Linked DNA regions of Aedes albopictus: region 1 is linked to region 2. A link is a contact called in public Hi-C data. All regions are on one chromosome and are shown on one strand. Each heading gives the region's core, a stretch centred on a gene start, on an enhancer-like site or on the middle of the called end of the contact. The rest is flanking DNA. Distances are from core to core; before and after follow the strand shown.

Evidence for each region. Hi-C and Micro-C count contacts between places; a contact is called where the count stands out from the background.
Region 1: a Hi-C map of embryo shows a contact between it and region 2, with 6 times the contacts expected there. The contact joins the promoter of LOC109402397 here to the promoter of LOC109402379 in region 2. A contact is called at or near these places in 2 of 3 Hi-C or Micro-C datasets (embryo and whole body).

The regions. Positions count from the first base shown.
Region 1 is chr1:311,320,214-311,324,229 of AalbF5, reverse strand. LOC109402397 (probable multidrug resistance-associated protein lethal(2)03659) reads left to right here and starts at 2,662. Exons shown (of 13, transcript XM_029856758.2): 1 at 2,662-2,880. All of the region lies in intron 7 of LOC109402379, which reads right to left.
Region 2 is chr1:310,894,111-310,897,985 of AalbF5, reverse strand. It overlaps LOC109402379, which reads right to left and starts at 1,616. Exons shown (of 9, transcript XM_029856761.2): 1 at 241-1,616.

The sequences.
Region 1 (4,016 bases), core at 1,413-3,912, 430 kb before region 2:
TGCAGTAAATTTGACTAAAAGCGTAGTCGCCTCAACAACAAAACATTGTCAATTTTTCCTGGACACGCATCTTACAACACGGTATGGTTAGAAATACAATGCCCAGCTGTTAAATTTAGATTATTTTTGGTAATGTTAACAGCACTGCTAGTTAAATTGACAGTGTTTTAGTGGGATTAACAAGCTGCAACAGTAAAGCGAACTCCCCCGAGAGGGTAAGCTAACAGCAAATTCCCCCAAGAGGGTAAGCTGCAACAGTATAGCGAATTCCCCCGAGAGGTTAAGCTAACAGTGAATTCCCCCGAGAGGATAAACTGCAACAGTAAAGCGAATTCCCCCGAGAGGTTAAGCTAACAGTGAATTCCCCCGAGAGGATAAACTGCAACAGTAAAGCGAATTCCCCCGAGAGGGTCAGCTAACAATGAATTCCCCCGAATGGGTAAGCTGCAACAGTAAAGCGAACTCCCCCGAGAGGGTAAGCTAACAGCGAATTCCTCCAAGAGGGTAAGCTGCAACAGTAAAGCGAATTCCCCCGAGAGGGTAAGCTAACAGTGAATTCCCCCGAGAGGGTAAGCCAACAGCGAATTCCCCTGAGAGGGTAAGCCAACAGCGAATTCCCCCGAGAGGGTTAGCTAACAGTGAATTCCCCCGAGAGGGTAAGCCAACAGCGAATTCCCCTGAGAGGGTAAGCCAACAGCGAATTCCCCCGAGAGGGTAAGCTAACAGTGAATTCCCCCGAGAGGGTAAGCCAACAGCGAATTCCCCCGAGAGGGTAAGCTTAAAGTGAATTCTCCCGAGAGGATAAGCTGCAACAGTAAAGCGAATCCCCCTGAGTGGGTAAGCTAACAGTGAATTCCCCCGAGAGGGTAAGCTGCAACAATAAAGCGATTTCCCCCGAGAGGGTAAGCAAACGGCGAAATCCCTCGAGAGGGTAAGCCATGGGGTAAGCTGCAACAGTCAAGTGAATTAAGGTTGAAGGATGTTTATCATGATGATGAAGGACGAAGGATGGAAGATTAAGAGATGATTATGATGTTGAAGGATGAACGATGTAGCATGAAGGATGAATAATGTAGGATAAAGCATGAAGAAATCAGGCTGTAGGGTAAAGCATAAAGGACATAGGGTGTAAGATGAAGGATGATGATGGTTATGATGATGATAATGATGATGATAATGATGATGATGATGATGATGTTGATGATGATGATGATAAAGGATGAAGGAAGAAAGATGCAGGATGAAGAAAGAAGTATATAAGATGTAGGATGAAGTATGAAGGATATAGGATGAAGAATGAACGATACAGGATAAAGAATGTAGAATGATGGTGATGATGATGATTATGAAGGATGAAGAATGTAGGATGAAGAAAGAAGGATATAAAAGGTAGGATGAAAGATGAAAAATAAAGGAAAGATGTTGGATGAAAAGCTTCCTTAAAAGGATCTGAATACCAAATGGGTTTTTTGGAAGGCTAACTTACCCTAAGGTCGCAAAAAGTTTATAAGAGATTTGCATAACAATGCAAGATTCAAAAAAATATAAAAAGATTTAATCAAGGTGTTGAAGAAATTGGTTGGAGTTTAAGAGGATGATAATGATCGATTATATTATTTTTGTTTTCTAACGAAGACAATTATAAGTTGTTCTTCAATAAAGTTCAGTGTAAATGTGGTTTATAATGTTGGTAGAAAGTCATACAATTTTTAGTTTTTTATTCTTATTTTTCGAATTTTAAAACAATTAGAGAGTAGGACAGGTGGAGAATGTAGGGATTAAGAGAGATAGAGAGAAAAAGATCAATAGGATCAATGTTTAGCAAGTCTTACAGAAACTGCCCAAACGGTGCTCATTTCGCCTCGTACGCCTATTATGCCCATAACTCCACTGCCCGTTCTTTTCTTCCATACCACCCTGTGTGATTGAGTGGACTCCTATAACAACTCACTAACCACCTCGTTGTTGGCTCTGCATTCGAAACTGATAGCCGCTTTCCTACCGCTTCAAAAAGAAAGAGCTGCAATGCGACAACCATTTTCCAACCGGGCGCCTACCTAACGTCTCCCAGTCAGTCAGCCAGTCGCAGTCGGTCGGTATTGTAAAGGGTTTTTCCTTTCACATGTCGGTCGTGCTTGTGGCACCACTGCCGCCGGCCGTTGCCAAGGAAAACTAGAGCACGCTCCTCAAACCCGGCTTGCATATTCAATGAACCTCCTCGGCCGACGGACGAGGCACCATGGCGGCATGAGAAAACGTTATCCGCACAAGAAGAGCCAAGTTTACATACATACCTAACTGAATGACTTCAATTGAATCGTGACACATTGCACGACTGGCACCACACGACGAACATTGAGAAAAAAAAGGAACGAACGCACACACGCGTCTATGAGCGATATCGATACCGTCGAGCAACAAATCAATCAGCTGTGAGCGATTAACCAAACCACTCATCATTTTGCTCTAATCTAGAACAAAGCAAATCGTTGGTTGGTTGCCAAAGCAACGAAACCGGGAGAGAGTGCTTCTTATCAAAACGCGCGCGCGTTATTCGAGAGCGGCTCTCCCGCGGAAGAGCGTGATTTTTCGTGCATCAAGGACTCGCTCGCTCGCGCGTGGATCGATCGCCGCGCGAGGAGGAACACCGCAGGAGAGCACACGCGGTTCAGTTCAGTTGTCTCTAATGATTGGCGTGGTTTTCGCGTATTTTTCGGCTCAATCCAGGAAGGATTTTTTTATTTTTTATTTGTCTCATTTGTGGCGACTTGTTGTGATTTCCGATTGCGAGTGAAGAAAGCGAACCGGTTTATCGGGGCAAAGAGCTTATCGGGAGTTCTGTTTGTTGACAACGTGCGGTTGCCGGGAGAAATTTGTCAGGTGAGAGTGACTCCGAGATGAGGAAAGTAATGAAAAAGTCACGCGTTTCCAGTGCAAAAGTCTGCCATATTTCCGTTGTATCAGCTCGAGATCTAGGGAAGATTGTTGTGACCAGCTTCGGAGCAAAATAAGCGACAAAGACGCAAACCAATTAGGCTCAATTGATTTGAGTCGATTGGTCCAATCAAAGAATGTGCTCGCGATGAATTGATCGTTACAAGGACTCCTATGACACCGAAAAGAATCGAAATCGAAGCCATCTGCGTTTCGATTATCAAATGGCCGTCAAAAATCCTACGTCGGCGGAAGTTTGGCAGTGAAATTCTTCCCGGCCGAAGCGATGCGATGATGATGGTCGTGGCGCTTATCAATGTTTTGGTGTTTCCCTCATTCTCATCATCATCACAGCAGGCGATGGCGGTCACGAACGACGAACCGACCACCAACCGAATGTAGCGGGAATAACACGAGGAAACGTTATGGTGGTCGCGGCGACGGCGCATGGAGGATGTGTCAAGGTTTTTCGGGAGCGAGAGCGACTTCGGAATGAAAATTGATGCCGTGCCGGATGGTCAGAATATCAGTGATTATACCATTCTGAATGTTGTTGTTTGGTTCTGTTCAACATGCAATTTTGCGCAAACGCTGAGGCCAGAGGTGAATTTCGTAACTCTGTGTGCTATGGGATTTTAATAGCGAAGGGAGATAAACAAATTACGACGGTAATGTGTGCGTAGTGTTCACCTTGGAAATATTTACCGAGATATGTGTGTTTAATTTCGGTGAGTTGCTGTTCATGAGAATTATGAATACAGAAAATTACATATTCAGGTTTGTTACCTACTACAGTTTGTCAAAATTATCAAAATTTGTAAAAATATCGTTGACGTTAGATAAGTACAATAGACGATCGAAAACTGCAACATGTTTACGTTTCACATCCGAATGAAACTCGATAACTGCAACAACTGGCAGACGTCAAAGAACTGTCAGTTGCTGCGAGACAGCCAATGTGCATTTAAAATACATCGCATTGCAACAAAAGTGCATTTAAAAACATCGCATCGCTGTTGACATTTTATTTTGACGGGTAGCGGGATGATAACTGTAAAATTGTTGCACTTAGCCGACTTGCA
Region 2 (3,875 bases), core at 367-2,866:
GCACCGCCCACTCCCCCGTCCCCTATTCACACTAAAAGTGGGAAAAACTCCCACCAACCTTGTACGAAAGCGCAAAGCATGAAGAGCAGAGAGGAGGAGTGGGAGGAATGTCAAACAAGCGCAGAATTTATTTACTCACGAAACAGGCGACAACGCGACACGCGACGCGAGACACACGTTTTCCCGACTGGGGCCGCCACTGTGGGTGGTCTAAATTCAGGCGGCAAAAGCATTTCTTACCTGACTTTGTCTCCTGGACTGGGACACTGATGGGGAGACCGACGACGACGGCTGCCGCTAATCACAGGTTCCGTCCTGGTCTGGCTTGGTTGGTCGGCTCCGCGATGGCTGCCGCTGTGTTTACGGAAGTCGGGTTGCGCGGTCGTTGTGGATCGAATCGAACAGAGCAGAGAGCTGCCGTTTCCCTTAGCAGCAGCGGCGGCAACAACGACGATGATGATACTGCAGCACTACTGTCGTCATCTTGGCGCACTTCTCACACACGCGTTTTAACTCTTCGCTATATATGGGTAGCTAGATTTGTTGGCGGGCGACACGGAAAACAAGGGCTCTGGACTTGGACTTGGAGTGGTAAAACGAAACAAAAATCGCACCAAACTGATCACACACTACACACGCGGCGACGGCAGTCGAACATCTGGGCGGAGGCGACGAGGTGAAGTGCCAGCGCCCTCTCTTGGCCAACACACTGCTTTTGTTTGCTTCTTCAGCGCCACTTGATTGCTGCTGCAGCTCCGTCGAGCGGTGGTGGTCGGTATCGATTTCAAGCACTACTCTTGGCACAGAGAGCAAAAAACGGGGCCACAAGCACGGAACTACACCGAAAAACGCACGCGAAATGAACCGGGAAACAACAAAGAAATTTTCTCTTTCTCCTTTTTCGCCGCAATTGCTGCAACCTGCCTGCGAGGGACCTTCGCTTAACGATCAAACTTCAAATCCAAAAGTCGGTTGCCCGCCGAAGATGATGCAAAAAATCCGAAACGCATTTTGTCACGGCACCTGGGGTGACTCACTCCGCCGGAATTGGAACTTCTTTTCCAGAACTATACTAGGCACTGGACTCTGAACTGGAAAAAAACGCTGCGCTCTTCCAGCAACTGCAGGCTGCACTCCCAACCAAACGTGTGTAAAATATCTTCGGCTAAACTAAATCACACAAATCGGGAACCGAGCTACCATTGCATCGGAACCAACTTGGAACACGGCGACGGCGGTGTGGCTGCGGCGCGATGAGAAACCGACGAGTGACCGACGGCGGCGGCGAACAGAAGAAAAATGAACGGACCCGAACCGATCCGTGTGTACCAGTACCAAGTAACTTCCGCGCGGATTCTAGCACTCTCCGAAATCGCCTAAAGGTAGATCCACTTTTTGGGACCCTGCCGTTGCAGCTGCTGCTGTGCTGGGTCGATGACACACATTCGGCTGACTGACGACGGTGACGACAACGATGACGACGGAAAAACTCTTCTGCTTATGCTGGTTGCTCTGTATGTGCGTTTGAGGAACGTGTGCTTCACAAACCCGCCCGCGTGTCTGCAATAACCGAAACAACGAATGGAACTGACTCGACTGGCGACTGCCGAGTTCGGGTTGCCTACATCGCGGCGAGTGAGCGATGGTACGGACAAAGCCCCCCATTGCAAACAGGAGTGGAGCCGAAAATACTGCAGCATAGAGCGACACGATGCGATGGGTGGCTCTCGGTGGGTGCCTAGGCGCAGGCGCATTCCGAGCGAATGCGAACTTCGGTTCAGTTTAGGGATAGCGATGCGAAAGCTTCCCAAGTGGGTGAGGATGGGTGGTGGATGGGGGTGAAGCAACCCCGAAAGCTCGATCGAAGCAGTGCTGAGTGGGGTGAAAGTGGGGCGGGAAAATCGTTTGATTCGCCTGCATTTATGCTTTTTGGTTGCAAAACTTTTTTCTGGAGACGTGTTGGCAGATTCACTGGAAAGCAAACTATTGAACAATAAATATGGAATAATTTGCTATTGGTAGCTACTATAGATAGTAGAGTAAACATAGATCCGCGGACACCGCTGACTAAAATGTTTCAAGCGTGTAAGTAGTAATTTTCAAGAGTGTGACGGTTGAATATGACGTCATGCGCTACATTGATGTTGTTCAAATCGTGACGTCATGCTCGTTTGGATACAGATTTTGACAGTTCGTTTGGATACAACGGATTCATCAACACGGATCTATGTTTACTCTACTATCTATAGTAGCTACGTGGGCATGCAGGTTTCTCATCTTCACCGGGAGCACAGGCATACTCGCCGAAGTACTGAAGGGGCTCGACATGGTAGCGCTGCAGAAGGTGTGTAGGGTAGAACAGCGCAGGTGTGTAGGGTGGCGTGGTAACAGATCTAGGAGTACGTGCGCAGGACGAAACATTTCCAGCCCCTAACCTCCAATAGATTTAGGAGGCGGTTGGCCGGTTGTAAAACAACAACGCCGCTGGAGCAGACCAACTACCAAGCGAGCTTCTAAAATACGGTGGACAAGCACTAGTGATAGCACTACACTGGGTCATTACCAAAATTTGTGAGGAGGAAGTATTACCGGAGCAATGGATGGAAGGTACCGTGTGTCCCATCTACAAAAAGGACGACAAGTTGAATTGCGGGAACTATCGCGCGAATACACTACTAGGCGCTGCCTTCAAGATACTCTCTCAAATTCTATGCCACCGTCTATCACCGATTGCAAGAGAGTTCGTGGGGCAATATCAGGTTGGATTCATGGATGAAGGCGTTACAACAGACCAGATGTTCACCACCTGTGTTGCAGAAATGTCGCGAATACAACGTGCCCACACATCATTTGTTCATCGATTTCAAATCGGCGTATGATACAATCGATCGAGAACAGCTATGACAGATTATGCACGAATACGGATTCCCGGATAAACTGATACGATTGATCAAGGCGACTATGGATCGAGTGATGTGCGTAGTTCAAGTATCAGGGACACTCTCGAGTCCCTTCGAATCTCGAAAAGGGTAACGGCATTCATGCTTGATGTTTAACATCGCCTTAAAGGGTGTAATTAGGAGAGCGGGGATAAGCACGAGTAGACTGGAGAGAACTCCTACGTACAGCAGAGGACACTCAGGCCTTAGTCTGACCGGTAAGGTAAGTATGAATGCTACGATGGCCGTGAAAAAGACGTCTGCGCAATTATAGGGCGACCTAGCATTTTTCAAGTGTCGGTTACGTGACCAACCACTCAGCATGTTCCGCCAATGGTTCGACGCATTACCCGTGTAACGTTGGCTTACGCGTCTTAATCTCTTTATTCAGTGCCAGTAAAGCCACCCTTTAACCTCACATTCCATTCTACTCTTATCAGTACGAGCTCTTTGCATTCTTCTCTTAGCTCTGGATGCGCGGAGATCTCCAATTTCTGGACACCACCAGTATATCCGATTACGTCCATTCCTGATTAGAGATCATCTTGGCATTGTGACGTCACATGCACAGCTTAGGATTCCGACTAGATCGTCGCTAGACAGATCTTCGGTTACCATCTGTCGTATCCGGACGGACACTGTGGCAGTCCGGGTCAATCAATTCCACCGGCCGAAACTCTTCACAATCGAGGAAGGATGCAAACGATGTAACCTACTCGTGCGAAATATTTTAAAAGACTGACTTAACGTTGTTCTTTTCCCGCCACAATTTGAGGAACAAATTTCCAGTATAAAACGCCTTCAGAAGAAAAAATTTTCGGCTCCGCCGCTATTTTCAGTGACGACTTAATTTGAATGTACATGACATCATTGTTTAAGAAATGTGAGTGTCGAATAAAAAAACGTATCATTTATCGTCGAAAATCCCTCCCACAG